Regions from separate parts of the Pan troglodytes genome. Here regions 2 and 3 are each linked to region 1. Evidence: chromatin contacts called from public Hi-C data. All regions are on one chromosome and are shown on one strand. The core of a region is the stretch at or near the end of the contact, and the rest is flanking DNA. Distances in the headings are between cores, read along the strand shown. Region 1 overlaps ANK2 (ankyrin 2). Region 2 overlaps ANK2 (ankyrin 2). Region 3 holds the start of LARP7 (La ribonucleoprotein 7, transcriptional regulator).

Evidence for each region. A called contact is a pair of places that touch in the nucleus more often than the background predicts.
Region 2: a Hi-C map of induced pluripotent stem cells shows a contact between it and region 1, with 2.1 times the contacts expected there. The contact joins two enhancer-like sites. A contact is called at or near these places in 4 of 7 Hi-C or Micro-C datasets (blood, induced pluripotent stem cells and stem cell-derived neural progenitor cells) and 1 of 1 other capture datasets (stem cell-derived neural stem cells).
Region 3: a Hi-C map of induced pluripotent stem cells shows a contact between it and region 1, with 5 times the contacts expected there. The contact joins the promoter of LARP7 here to the enhancer-like site in region 1. A contact is called at or near these places in 3 of 7 Hi-C or Micro-C datasets (blood, induced pluripotent stem cells and stem cell-derived neural progenitor cells), 1 of 1 datasets of contacts at active chromatin or transcription factors (stem cell-derived excitatory neurons) and 1 of 1 other capture datasets (stem cell-derived neural stem cells).

The regions. Positions count from the first base shown.
Region 1 is chr3:114,235,940-114,240,690 of NHGRI_mPanTro3-v2.0_pri, forward strand. All of the region lies in intron 1 of ANK2 (ankyrin 2), which reads left to right. Among named protein-coding and RNA genes, the nearest start is that of ANK2, 67 kb to the left of the region's middle. Within about 2 kb of position 2,477, at least 2 of the 24 cell types and tissues checked have an H3K27ac peak or open chromatin away from gene starts, as enhancers often do. A contact at or near this core is called in induced pluripotent stem cells, where this site is marked.
Region 2 is chr3:114,415,033-114,419,783 of NHGRI_mPanTro3-v2.0_pri, forward strand. The region is part of intron 1 of ANK2 (ankyrin 2); the gene reads left to right. Among named protein-coding and RNA genes, the nearest start is that of ANK2, 250 kb to the left of the region's middle. Within about 2 kb of position 2,934, at least 6 of the 24 cell types and tissues checked have an H3K27ac peak or open chromatin away from gene starts, as enhancers often do. A contact at or near this core is called in induced pluripotent stem cells, where this site is marked.
Region 3 is chr3:114,098,687-114,103,437 of NHGRI_mPanTro3-v2.0_pri, forward strand. It overlaps LARP7 (La ribonucleoprotein 7, transcriptional regulator), which reads left to right and starts at 1,850. Exons shown (of 13, transcript XM_063809758.1): 1 at 1,850-2,135. ZGRF1 (zinc finger GRF-type containing 1) reads right to left here and starts at 2,292. Exons shown (of 27, transcript XR_010156669.1): 1 at 1,747-2,292.

The DNA of each region.
Region 1 (4,751 bases), core at 1,227-3,726:
ACTGGGGGAAAATTAAATTGTAAATGATGGGAAGAAAGTGCTAAGTTGGATCAGTGTAAAGTAATAACTCCTAGAAGCATTGTTGGAACATGTGATGAATAATCATTTAAGAAATAAGAGTGGGGGCTGGGCGCGGTGGGCTCACCACAGCCTTGACGCCCCCAGGCTCAGGTGATTCACTCACCCCAGCCTCCTGAGTAGCTGGGACTACAGGCATTAGCCACCACACCTGGCTAATTTTTTTTTTTTTTGTATTCGAGACGGAGTCTCGCTCTGTCGCCCAGGCTGGAGTGCAGTGGGCGATCTCCGCTCACTGCAAGCTCCGTCTCCCGGGTTTACGCCATTCTCCTGCCTCAGCCTCCAGAGTAGCTGGGGACTACAAGTGCCCGCCACCACGGCCGGCTAATTTTTTTGTATTTCTTTTAGTAGATACGGGGTTTCACCGTGTTAGCCAGGATGGTCTCGATCTCCTGACCTCGTGATCTGCCTGCCTCGGCCTCCCAAAGTGCTGGGATTATAAGCGTGAGCCACCGCGCCCGGCCTTTTTTTTTTTTTTTTTCTTTTCCCCAAGTCGGAGTCTCGCTCTGTCGCCCAGGCTGGAGTGCAGTGGGGCGATCTCGGCTCACTGCAAGCTCCACCTCCCGGGTTCAGCCACTCTCCTGCCTCAACCTCTGGAGTAGCTGGGACTACAGGCGCCCGCCACGGGGCCCGACTAATTTTTTTGTATTTTTAGTAGAGACGGGGTTTCACTGTGGTCTTGATCTCCTGACCTCGTGATCCGCCCGCCTCGGCCTCCCAAAGTGCTGGGATTACAGGCGTGAGCTACTGTGCCCGACCATATATAGCATTTTCACTGGCTTATTTGGGGAATAGTACTTCCTGGTTGTCCTATATCTCTCCTTGGATCTCTCACTCACATCTCTCTCACACTTAAAGTTTAACATAATTCCCACATATGTTCTTTCTGGCTTTTTGTTTTGAGAGGGAGTCTGGCTCTGTCGTCCAGGCTGGAGTGCAGTGGTGCCATCTTGGCTCACTGCAACCTCCGCCTCCCTGGTTCAAGCAATTCTCTGCCTCAGCCTCCTTAGTAGCTGGGATTGCAGGGGCCCGCCACCATGCCAGGCTAATTTTTTTGTATTTTTAGTAGAGACGGGGTTTCACCATCTTGGCCAGGCCGGTCTTGAACTCCTGACCTTGTGATCCGCCTGCATCGGCCTCCTAAAGTGTTGAGATTATAGGCATGAGCCACTGCGCCCCGCCCCCTCTGGCTTTCATGATTATTTTTCCTTCCACCATTTTTTCGTCCCATTGATCTCTTTTCTATTCGCTAATCTATCTTTCTGTTCTGATGCTCTCTGTATTTTTTTTTGAGATGAAGTTTCGTTCTTGTTGTCCAGGCTGGACCGCAATGGCCCGATCTCGGCTCATTGCAACCTCTGCCTCCTGGGTTCAAATGACTCTCCTGCCTCAGCCTCCCAAGTAGCTGGGATTATAGGTGCCCACCACCAAGCCTGGCTAATTTTTGTCTATTTAGTAGAGATGGGGTTTCACCATGTTGACCAGGCTGGTCTTGAACTTCTGACCTCAGGTGATCTACCCACCTCGGCCTCGGCCTCCCAAAGTGCTGGGATTACAGGTGTGAGCCACCGTACCCGGCCCAATTTCTTTGTATTATTTATTGCCTTTCCTTTGTGTTTTGTAACTGGTCTCCTTGAAAAGTTATCTTTTTTTTTTTTTTTTTTTTGAGACGGAGTTTCACTCTTTTTGCCCAGGCTGGAGTGCAATGGTACGATCTCAGCTCACCACAACCTCCGCCTCTGGGGTTCAAGCGATTCTCCTGCCTCAGCCTCCCGAGTAGCTGGGATTACAGGCATGTGCCACCACCCTGGCTAATTTTGTATTTTTAGTAGAGACGGAGTTTCTCCATGTTTGTCAGGCAGGTCTTGAACTCCTGACCTCAGGTGATCCACCCGCCTTGGCCTCCCAAAGTGCTGGGATTACAGGCGTGAGCCACCGCGCCCGGCAATGCTAGGTATTCTTTTAAGCACTTTATAAATATTAACTCAATCTTCTCAACAATGTATGAAGTAATTGTTATCTCTACTGATGAAATTGAGGTACTGAGATATTAAGCAGCTTGACATAATTGTTCCTGCTGAATATACCTCTCAAAAAACATGAACATTTTTCTATGTAACTACATCAAAGAAAAGTGACAATTTCTTAATATCGTCTAAGATCTAGTCTGTGTTTAAACATCCTCAATTGTCCCTAGAATGTCTTTACAGCTAAATTGTTCAAATCGGGATATAAGTAAAGTCCACACATTGCTTTTGGTTGTTTGTTTAGGCCTCTTTAATCTGAACAGTTCTCTTCCTCATCCCTTTTTTTATGACCTTGCCTTGACCTTGCCTTGTTGAGAGGGAGAACCAGTTGTCTGCAGAACGTCCCCTTTTGAATTTGTAGGATCAAAGCTCTATTTCACTGTTAGCTTGTTTTAGCTCACTTCTGGCTATAGGTGGCCTCAAGCATTCTGTTTGTTTGTCCTTAATCATGTGATATTTTATAAGATTTCTTTCTACTCACTTAGCTCTTCTAAGTTCATTAAAACCCTTGCTTGTCTTTTACCTTATAATACTACATACCACTGTGTTCTGGAACAACTCCCCCCTGCCCCCCCCCCTTTTTTTTCTGTTCAGGACTTCTGACATGTCTTTTAGATAGTATATGTCTGAGAGCTCTAAAATTCTTAACTCTGTGCTGTCAGGGTCTGCCTTTCCCCCAACTTCACTGTTCTACATCAGCATAGTACTGCCCCCTAGAGGAACTTCTGAAAATTTGTGACATTTTTCATTTGTCACAGTGACAGTGACTGGGGGCTGTACTGGCATATATTGACCAGAGGCCACACTTGGAATCATCCTCAACAACTAAGAATTATCTTACCTAAAATGCTAATAGTGCCTAGGTTGGGAACACTATGTAGTTGATCCTAGTTAACTTACTCTCAGCATGACTGACACAATGTGATACACCAGCACATAGTAGATGCTTAATAAATATTTGTTGCAGCTGGGCACAGTGGTTCATGCCTGTAATTCCAGCACTTTGGGAGGCCGAGGCGGGCAGATCCGAGGTCAGGAGTTCGAGACCAGCCTGGCCAATATGGTGAAACCCCATCTCTATTAAAAATACAAAAATTAGCCGGGCGTGGTGGTGCACGCCTGTAGTCCCAGCTACTTGGGAGGCTGAGGCTTGAACCTGGGAGGCGGAGGTTGCAGTGAACCGAGATCGCACCACTGCACTCCAGCCTGGCCACAGAGCAAGACTCTGTCTCAAAAAAAAAAAAAAAATTTGTTGCATAAATGAATGCATTTTGAAATTTGACTTTTGTAAAGCAGACTATTTTGCCAGAAAAAAAAATTCACAAAAGTAAACTATTTTGTTAGAAATCCTTTAATTACAAGTGAGAAAAATTCAGCTTATACTGGATTATGTAATTGAAAAGTCCAGGGGTATCTGCCTTCAGAAATTGCTGGATCCTGAGGGTCAAGTGGTATTATCTATACTTAATCTCCTTTAATTTTTTGACTTTCTACTCTGGGTATTGACTTCACTTTCTGAAAGGCTTTCTCCTCAAGGTGGTGCCCAGCAGCTCAAGGCTTATATCCCTCTACCCTCAAGCCCAGCAGAAAAGATAATTCTCTTTACTCAACAGTTTAAACCCATACTTTAATCTTACCAGAGTTACTTGCAACATCTGTGTGTCTCTAAACCAATCACTGTGCCCTGATGAGATGGGGTACATTGGTGGGTCAGGCTGGATTGTGTCTTTTCCCTCACCCAAGGCAGGAATTGAGTTAGCCCACCTGATCCAGATGCCTTTATCAGAAGAGGGAATGGATGCTGAGCAGGAAACAAACCACACACACATTTCCACTGTACAAACCATCACTCTACAAAATATCAGAAAAGTATCCATTCAGTCACTATCACCTGTGCTAGGCACAGATTTTAAAAGTATAATTATGCAATGTAATTTTAATGTAATTTTACAGTATCGCTCATATATTTTGAATATCTTATGATGTAAAGCATCATCTCTTTCTTACCACAAAACTAGAAACTAAGGGATATTCCAAACAAAACTGAATCCTTTAATTAAATTCCACAGGTATTTCTTAAGGCCTACTTTTGTTATCAAATTCCTAGTAAAATAATTGCAGAGCAATTCAAGATAGTATGTATCAAAATGCTAAATTTAATCTGACTTCTAAAATGAGGGGCAGACAGTATGTTCTGCCAGTTGCGGTGGCTCACGCTTGTAATCCTAGCACTTTGGGAGGCTGAGGTGGGCAAATCACTTGAGGTCAGGAGTTCGAGACCAGCCTGGGCAACATGGTGAAACCCCGTCTCTACTAAAAATACAAACATTAGCCGGGTATGGTGGCATGTGTCTGTAGTCCCAGCTACTCGGGAGGCTGAAGCAGGAGAATCGCTTGAACCCAGGAGATCAAGGTTGCAGTGAGCTGAGATTGTGTCACTGCACTCCAGCCTGGCACTGGGTGTCAGAGCGAGACCCTGTCTCAATAAATAAATAAATAAATAAATAAATAATAAAACATGGTGCAGACAGTACCCTAGGCCCGCTAGGCTTTGCCTATGGGGAAAGTGAATGGGCAGCAGGAAATAATATTTATAGACAATGTTATCTCTCTGAATATATGTTATGAGTATGTAGCTGCTGTTGT
Region 2 (4,751 bases), core at 1,684-4,183, 180 kb after region 1:
TTTCTACTGCATGCAAATATGGGCAGTGTCAATAAACAATTTACTCTGAAGATTGAACAATTGCTGAAAAAAATTAGAGTGGTTGGAGAATCAGATTCCTGTTACTGATCTCTTTGCTGTTAATTTTCTCTGTGGCTATTGTGTGATAGCGGAGGAAGCCTTGACTGTAAGTCATAAGGTCTGGATTTCAGTCCTAAACTCAATTTCTGTATGGTTCTGTCTCCTTATCTTTAAAACAGTCACATTAGAAATCTAAGGATCTGTTTAGCTCTAACCCTTCTAATTTTATTATATATTTTACTACAGATGTGTGTGTGAGTGTGTATACAAGATGACAATGTCAAGATTCACAGTGTTTCACAAAAATAATAGTAAAATCGAGCCTACATTGTTTTTCTTCTTTCCCCTTTACCTTGTTTTGCTGTAAACATTTGAGGGAGAGGGTAAGGGTAGTGGGAAGAGATTACTTTGAGAGAATATAATTTAGTTTATCTTCTGGCACTCTTGTTAATAATTTTTAATTAAGAAAGCAGAGTTGGTATTCAGTAACAAGCTTTATGGATGCAAACTTAATTTGTATGACAGATGTAATTTAGATGACCTCAGACTAAACAAAATGGAGATGGTTTTTGGTGGTCCTTAATTACAGAAGCCTGAGGTCTATTTTGCAGAATTTTTCAGTCCATTGAACTAATATTTATATCCAGCAAGGACTAAAAAACACATGTATAAAGGTTATCCACATAGCAATCAGGCATTACATCCTTTCCCCTTACTGGACAAGCCTTTCACTTATTGTTCCAGGAGGGCCTGGCATGCATCCATTTATTATGGCTTTTTCCTAAGTCATAAATGATATATTGTATTAGCTGCTTTGTACCATTCTCTTGTCTATTTGTTCACTATGATCTTACCCACAGACTATGGTACATGTATTTTCATTTCCAGTTAATAAACAGAGGAAGTGAATTTTGCAGTTGACAGAACTGCCTAACACAATATTTTCTTTAACTTGGGTAAATTAAACTATCCATTAATTAGGAATTTTTAAAAATGTAAACAGCTTACTTCTTTGTGATCAGGATAATAGGAAGTTACTATTAATAATGAATACATGTAATCATTGCTACAGTACATAAAAGATATCCGTAACTCCAAGAGTTGAGGAGCTTATTAACCCTAATTTTGTCTTTTATGTCCATATTCTCCTCTGTCCCACCCCCCTTCCCCATTGGGACCTCTAAATGGGTGGATATCTAGGGTTTGATGAGCAGGCTAGTTGTATGCATATGATAATTGGTACGTGATTCCAGGGTTAAAGTTCAGCATAGAAAAAAAATGAAAAGATTAGCTTGTTTGCAATGAAGAGAGCTGAGGCAGATAACAGAATAAATACATGACTTGTAGAGAATGTAAGAGGGAATGTGAGAGGTAGCTAATCAGTGGACTGACCTTACCTTTAAGGAAAATTATCTAATTCAGGTAGCTCTCCCTCTGAGAGTTGATTATCTTTTAGGAAAAAGTACCTTTCTGAAAAAGGCAGTGTCGTATTGACAGTTGACTTTCTTAGACCAAGAGTGTGATAGGCAAGAATTTATATGAGTTATTACAAAATATTTAAGCAACTGTGTATCAGTTAGAATGGGCTACGTTGTGCTGTAGTAACAAATAGCCCCTAACCTTAGTGGCTTACAATCACAAAGGTGTATCTTTTCCTCATACCACATGTATCTTGGGTTGGCAGGGGCTCTGCTCCACATTGTCTTCATTTGAGGCAGAGCTTCCACCATCTGGAATAATGCTGCCTGGCCTGGCACTAGGAATAAACATGACAAAATGTGTTCTGAGTGTGAAAGAGTTCTTCCTAGAAGTGATGCATGTTACTTTGGCTCACATTTCATTGGCCAAAGCAAGTGTAGGAAAGGGCTGTCCCATCTTGTGCCCAGAAGGAGGAGAATCAGAAATACTGGTGAATTGCACCTCTCAAAACCAAAAAGAGTAAATAATATTTCTGACTACCATTTAGTATCAAGATTTTAAAAGTAATAATTAGGTGAGGAAAAATAGACATAGTGCCTCATTACAAAAATTATTTAATAAATCGTAGGGTCAGAGCTACCTTTTCTGATTGGTAACCACAAGCAGTCATTCTAAGAAGCGGACTTGGGAATGCATCTGTACACATCAGTTTGAGGAACCTTGACAAAACCGAAAAGAATCTATTAATTCCACATAATCCCTGCAAAAAAGGCTTATTTCCTTTGTCACTGGGTAAAATAATTCAACATGAGTACATTGACAGACACAGGACACCACCCCTGCCAAGAATTCAGTTCAACAGACTCCAGTTTGAAAAATATAACCATATAGTCTTTATCATGAGTGATGGTTGTCTTATAATGCCCATTTTACACATGAGAAGCCGAAGCTTTAAGACATTATGTCACCTTTCCCAAGTTACACAGCTCAGAAGTGACAGAGCCTTGCCTAGAACCCATGTTCCTCTGACATCAAAGTGCATGCTCTCATCCGTATACTCTGCTACCTTGCAACAAGACTGGCACAGAGAAATACCTGAACCCGGGGTGGTTCAGGAAACAGTGACTGGGAGAGAGTTAGTGTAGCTGAGTCAGCTGGACCCAGGAGAGGAGGCAATGATCTTGTCACTCTGCAAGTAATCATGCTCATAATCTTAGTAGAACAAAGAAGTTGTTTTTAAATTAGTGATTTTCTGGGCTCAGGCTCCAGAAGCTCAGTTGCCTTTCCTGAACTTTGAGAGGGGTTTGTTGCCTTTCTTCGGCTTTGAGAGGGGCTTGTTGAGCGGGAGACAGGAATATCCCAGAACACAAACACCAGAGCCTTTCCTGGAAAGGAGCCCATGCCAACAGAGTCTGCATCCCCATGCCTGCCTGTGGTGGGGTGGAGGATGGGGTCGGCTTTCAGGAGCTGGAGCACTGAGGAGTGAGCAAGCTGTGATGCTGTTAGCCTGCCGCCTGTCCTAAGTGCAGCCCAAGTCAGAGCAGAGGTGCAGATGGCCAGGGCTTGTGAGGATTCTTGTAAATTGAAGACTGTCTATAATTTGATTAAGGCGCAGACAGCTAACGGATCTTTAAAGGAGTGTTTAAATCAAATCACCAAACAAGGAAGGTGGAATCTGGGGAGAATTAGAAGGCAAACGTGGTGGTGTTCTCATCAATCAGATGCAGCTGTCCATGCACTATTTCTAAGTTACAAATAAATTAAGTTTATACAGGAAACTGGGAGCATATCAGATTAGCTAATTTTGGAATTCATAAGTGTAAAAATCTAATTTTGCTTAAAATTAACTACTAAACAGTGACAGGTACAATGCCAAGTTCTTAGACAGTTGTTTTGAATCCATATACAACGTTATGAGATAGGTATGATAATTCTATTTTAGAGGTAAGCTGACTGAAACCTGAAGAGATTATGTAATTTCCCCAAAGTTATAAAGCTAGAAAGTAGTAATGTTCTTCAAACATGTGCTTTCTTTTAAAATGCACTTCCTTAGGTGATTGTGCTCAGTGGATCAATTATTCTTTTAAGTTGAAGAATAAAAGCTTTTCTTAAGATCCCTACTCAACCCATATTTTCTAGACAACCTTTGCCAGTTAACTCTGGTATGAAGCTGATGCAGAAACAACAAATCAGTATGATTTTCTCTTGCATGATTCATTCTTGTGAATGGGTATTGCATGCTTGTTGGGTCCATATTTTCTTCACATAATATTTTATTCTCTTTGGGGGTAGGAGCCATAACTAAACAGTTATTTAACCCCCATTATTCTTAATGTTGTGCCCTTCAATGAATGGCTGATTTTATGAAGCGTAGTTACTTTATGATTAGGCATTTTATGTCGCTCATTAAGAGATGACTTATGACCAAAGTTTTAATGGAAATCTTTGCTTTGGGATCCTGCTATCACCTAAGGTGCTTACAATTTGTTCTGAGTTATGCCACAAAATGACTACAATTATTTACCTATATTTCCGTAAGCTTAAAGTTTGGAAAAGCGAAGCATGCAGGCATCTGGACCAAAGCTGCAGAGAGAAGATGACTGAAATTTGCACAAATGAAACTTATAAATGTATTGTTTTCAGACCATTAGAAGGTATATATTTAATATAGATATATATAATAGAGTTTAGAACATTAATATATAAAATGAAAATAAGTGGGTGCTGTTTCTAGTAACTACCCAGAGAGCTAGGGGGAAGCAGCAGAAAGCATGCAGGGCAAAGGCTGTTCCTTAGGCTTGAGTTCACAGCCAGGTGTTTCACTAATAGCTGTGTTACCTTCAGCAATTTATATAATCACTTTGAAACTTATTTAAAAATATTTACTACATGTTGTATGTCATTCGTAACTGCAGTGTTCTTCTTTGGATGAAATGTGTGTTAAACATCTAGACCTAAGCATGCATGCAGTGAACAATGATTACTATTATTACTACTGAAGCCCAACACAGGCTGTTTTGATGTCAGTGAATACAGTGCAGATGTCATCTTTTCCGTATTTCTGGAGAACAGATTTTGGCAAATAGGAGAACCTTAAGATATTCATTAACCTATGACAAGATTTAAAATATTTCGTTCTACTTAGTGCTCTGAGCACTCTTCCCTCCTTGACCCCTGCCATTTTGTAATATGCGCTTCCTAATGTATACATGCAAACCCACAATTATCACTTTCTTCATTTTTCTGTTCAAATTAGAAATCAGAGTAGGGAA
Region 3 (4,751 bases), core at 600-3,099, 140 kb before region 1:
ATTGCACTCCAGCCTGGGCGACAGAGCGAGACTCCATCTCAAAAAAAAAAAAAAAAAAGAAATACAACTTCCACATCCTATCTCCCTCCCCTCCAGTGTACATAAACTGCTGATGCCTAAGAATGCCAAGAAGATAAAAGAGAGATCGAGAAAAACACTCCTGGGCTAGATATGCTGTATACATAGATGAGAATACATGGTACAGACACAGAGCTGGGCATGTGGCAGTTATTAATATCAGATCTGTTTAATAGCTACCATTTATTCAGTGCTACCATATGCTAGAGACTGTTAAATGCTTTATTTGGAGGTTTTGTTTCTGTTGGCTTTTTAACTTTTCTTTTTCTTTTACTCTGTCACCTAGGCTGGAGTGCAGTGTTGCAATCATAGCTCGCTGTGGCCTCAAACTCCTGGGCTCAAGCAATCCTTCCAGCTTCACAAAGTGCTATATTATAAACTACATTATATACATTATATTAATTATATACATTATAATTATGTAATTATATAATATATAACTATTATTACTGTATTATGTAATATACAATTATGATTATCGTGTGTAATTATATATAACTATTGATTACATACTATGTATCAGGCAGGAATTGGACGAGATACTTTACATACAGTATTTATCAGTCTCATAACCCTGAAGAATAAGCATTATTACAATTTACAGATTAGGAACCCAGTATTTACTAGCTTAGGATAACTTATATGCTATTTCGCAATTGCAAGATAAATTCTCCATTATTTTCCTAAATTGAGATATTACTTCTGGAATGTACAGTTTAAAAAGAACTGAGAAGACTGAAACTCTTAAAGGATGGTTAAATTCGATTATAGGAGAAAACCTAAAAAAAAAAAAGCTAACTGGATCTTTTAAAATTTAGAAGAGCTCTAATACTTATTCATTGAAAGTCAACACCCTTTCTTATCTTAGTATTAATCAGAAAAAATTATTTTAGACAACAGCATCATATATATTTAAGTGAGATGCAAAGATAGAGTTTTTTCCAAGTGTTCATCTGTCCACGTCTACCAGACAATTCACCTGTTGACCGACTTCTAGTAGGTGAAAGATTAATCTCCAAATAAGTTTTTAAAGACCCCAGATGTTCTGTGATAATTATATACATACATACATACACACAGATATACGTACATACACACATATACGTACATACACATTGTGCTACTATAGGTACGGACACAATATATATACATAAAACTCGGTGTTCTCAGTGAAGTATGAGCCATTATTCATTTAAATACAAGATATTTTTCCTTTTTTTTTAAACAAGGAGTATTTTTTGAACCTAAACCTGAACCTCTAAATAGTTCGGATAACAAAGTTTTGGAATCACGAACTCAACATTGTTAACAAACCATCCAGTCCAAATAAACAAAGGAAACCCACATCTCATTTGCCAAGATTCTAATAACCATAATCCTGTCACCAAATGACAATGGAGACTTGATACTTTCTCAGTCCTAAATACAAACAGCAAAGCCCTCTTTGGTCCTCATATCTACTCGAAATTGCAAAGCAAGGCCTGGGAAAAACGGTGAAGAGGCACCACTTATTACAAGCAGTCCGAGTAGCTGTGACTGCGACCACCCCAATCCTAGTTCCAAACAGCATCCTTCCCGGTTCTCTTCTTAAGGAGCAGAGTCTTTCGTCCCTTCGCCCCAAATCGCTCAAGTCATTCCTAGGAAAACCCGAGAAACACTTCACCTCACCTGTCAAATTGCACAAAATCCACTTTCGAATTTCTCCCGCGAAACAATGTGACGTCATTAACGCGGGACCTCACCAGATGAGGACCCAAAACTTGGCCCGCCCACCTCCGCCTAAGCCAAAAACCGCCGCTTTCAAATCGCCAATCAAATTCTTCCTTGGCTTCGAGTCTCTCAGCCGGCTGCGCTCTCCGATGCCCAGCCCTCCTGGAACCACCTCGCCTGTGACGTAGGTGGCGCGCGCACTGCCTCCGGGCCCGTCTTTCTCAATTGGGACCGGAAAACGTTGTCGCTCATCCTATGACGCGAAAGTAACCAAGGCTATCAGGATCCGGAGACGGAAAGGTCCGAAGGCCGCAGTACTTGACCCTGTATTTTGGGAGTCGAACGGAGTAAGTTACAAGCGGCCTATAGGGTCGCACAGCTTGGGCGAAGTCTAATTAACTCTCCGTCCTTTTTCTTGCGGTCCACTCTATCATCTATCGTCCTTCTTACCCCGCCCCCCCGTCCTGCACACCCATCAGTTCCTTGGCCTAGTTATTTATGCGCACGCGCAAAAGTCGTCGGCAGCACTTGTAGTTCCTGTTTTCAGAGAGTAGGGGCGCATAGGGGCCCGGCGTGGGGAGGTTTGGGGCGCGCCCAGCCTATGACGGCGTCTTTGCGGAAGTACGGGTGCCGAGAGAAGCAGTAGTCAATAAAGAGAGTGCCGTATTTCGCAGATTGGAGCTGAGCTGTGGCTGCCAGAGGATAGCGAACGTGAGGATTTATATTCTAAAATTATCATCTTCTTTTGCAGGACTCTGCCATCGTCCTTAAAGAGTAAAAAATCCAGTTACGGAAGGGAACTAACACGTGCTAGATATGGTGTGCAGAGTGCGTTAGCAAAGAAACTTAAGAGAAAACAAATGATAGGACACAGGGTGGTGGAAGATCTCAAAGAGTAAGATGCCATTTAACCTGGGCCTTGAAAATTTAATAAGGAAATTTAGACGAGAAGATTCAGACAAAGCAGAAGACACAGGCCACTACGTGTTGAGGGACTTGAATTGTAAGCAGTGACCAGAACAATGATTCTTAACCTGTTGTGGCACACTTCTTTTGAAAACTTAATTATATGGATTAGCTTCTCAGGAAAACGTGCATGCACCTATTAAAACATTTTGCGAGGCTGGGCACGGTGGCTCACGCCTGTAATCCCAGCACTTTGGGAGGCCGACGCGGGAGGATCACTTGAGGTCAGGAGTTCGAGACCAGCCTGGCCAATATGGCAAAATCTCGTCTCTACTAAAAACACAAAAATTAGCGGGGAGTGGTGGTGCACACCTGTAGTCCCAGCTACTCAAGAGGCTGGGTTGGGAGAATCGCTTGAACTCGGGAAGCAGAGATTACAGTGAGCCGGGATCGCGCCACTGCACTGCAGCCTGGGCCACTGAGAGAGGCTGCGTCTCCAAACAAACATTTTTCATATAATTTCCTCAAGAGAAATTACGAAATACTTTTAAATAGCAAACACACACAAATGACTTGGTGTCTTGTCTGACTCACTCTTCCAAGTTATCTATGTCTTTCGTGGTCTTTGAACTATTTTTCAACCGTGTAACTCGCTACAGCATCATGGAAATTAGGTTTGTCCAGTAAAGATGCAATTAATTATTGTCCTGAGCAGTATTTATTAATATTCATTTCAACGTTCCTGATTGCCTGTGTACCTGCTTTTTAAATTCTCCTTTGAACTGGTTTTTAGCACTTCACTGGTTCCCTTATTTACAGTCAAGCACCACATACCGACAGACCGCATGTATGACAGTGGTCCCATAAGATTATAGGTGAGTTAGGCGATAGTACCTAGGTTTGTGTGAATACATCATAGAATAACTACATACGCAATGATGTACTTACTCACCTGACTGTGCATTTCTCAGAATGTGTCCTTGTCGTTAAGCAACCCATGACTGTGCTTAAATCTTTACCGTGTATTCATTTTATATTTGTACAAGAGTCTTCATTTTACCTTATCTTTAAAATGTATCATTTACAATTTAATGGAGCCCACTAGAATTCTTGTCCAGCCAAAATTGCATGGACTTCAGATTAAGAATTCCTGAGTCAGAATATAGAGTCCGTGGTGATAAATTGCGGGAAATTCTACCAAAAGGTAGACAATGTGGGATCAAACATACCTGGGACAACTTACTTAGCTAGCTTTGGCCAAGTCACTCAAACCTTTTTGAGTTTTTGTGTTAAGAAGATGGAAGAAACTGCTACCTAGTGGGATTGTGAGGATTTACAAAAGTGTATATAAAGTTACTGGTATTGTTACCCAGTAACTTTTATTCTTCATTTAAAGCCAGTTAAATGTTACTTTTTTTTTTTTTTTTTTTTTTTTGAGACGGAGTCTTGCCCTGTCGCCCAGGTTGGAGTGCAGTGGCACGATCTCGGCTCGCTGCAAGCTCCGCCTCCTGGATTCACACCTTTCTCCTGCCTCAGCCTCCCAAGTAGCTGAGACTACAGGCGCCTGCCACCATGCCCGGCTAGTTTTTTTCTTTTCTTTTTTCTTTTTTTGTATTTTTAGTAGAGACGTGGTCTCACCTTGTTAGCCAGGTTGGTCTCCATCTCCTGACCTCGTGATCCGCCCGCCTTGGCCTCCCAAAGTGCTGGGATTACAAGCGTGAGCCACCGCGCCTGGCCAAGTGTTACTTTTTTTTTTTTAAACAGTGTTTTCATAAACTGCATATTATGTTACGGGAAGGTGCTAAGGAATTTCTAATGTTGCAAGTTTTGACAGAAGCATCACAAAACCAGGTCTGTGTTTTAGATGGGTTATACATAGGCTCCTGTTGAGAATGAGTGACTTACAGAACAGTTTATAAACTATTGGCATATTCTAGTGACAGTTGTAGCAGTAGTTGTAGAAAACACTGAATGGAGATGAGAGCCATTTCAAAAGTCAAACTGATAGGATTTAACAAGAGATTGGATAGAATAATTGGATAGAATTATTGATAATT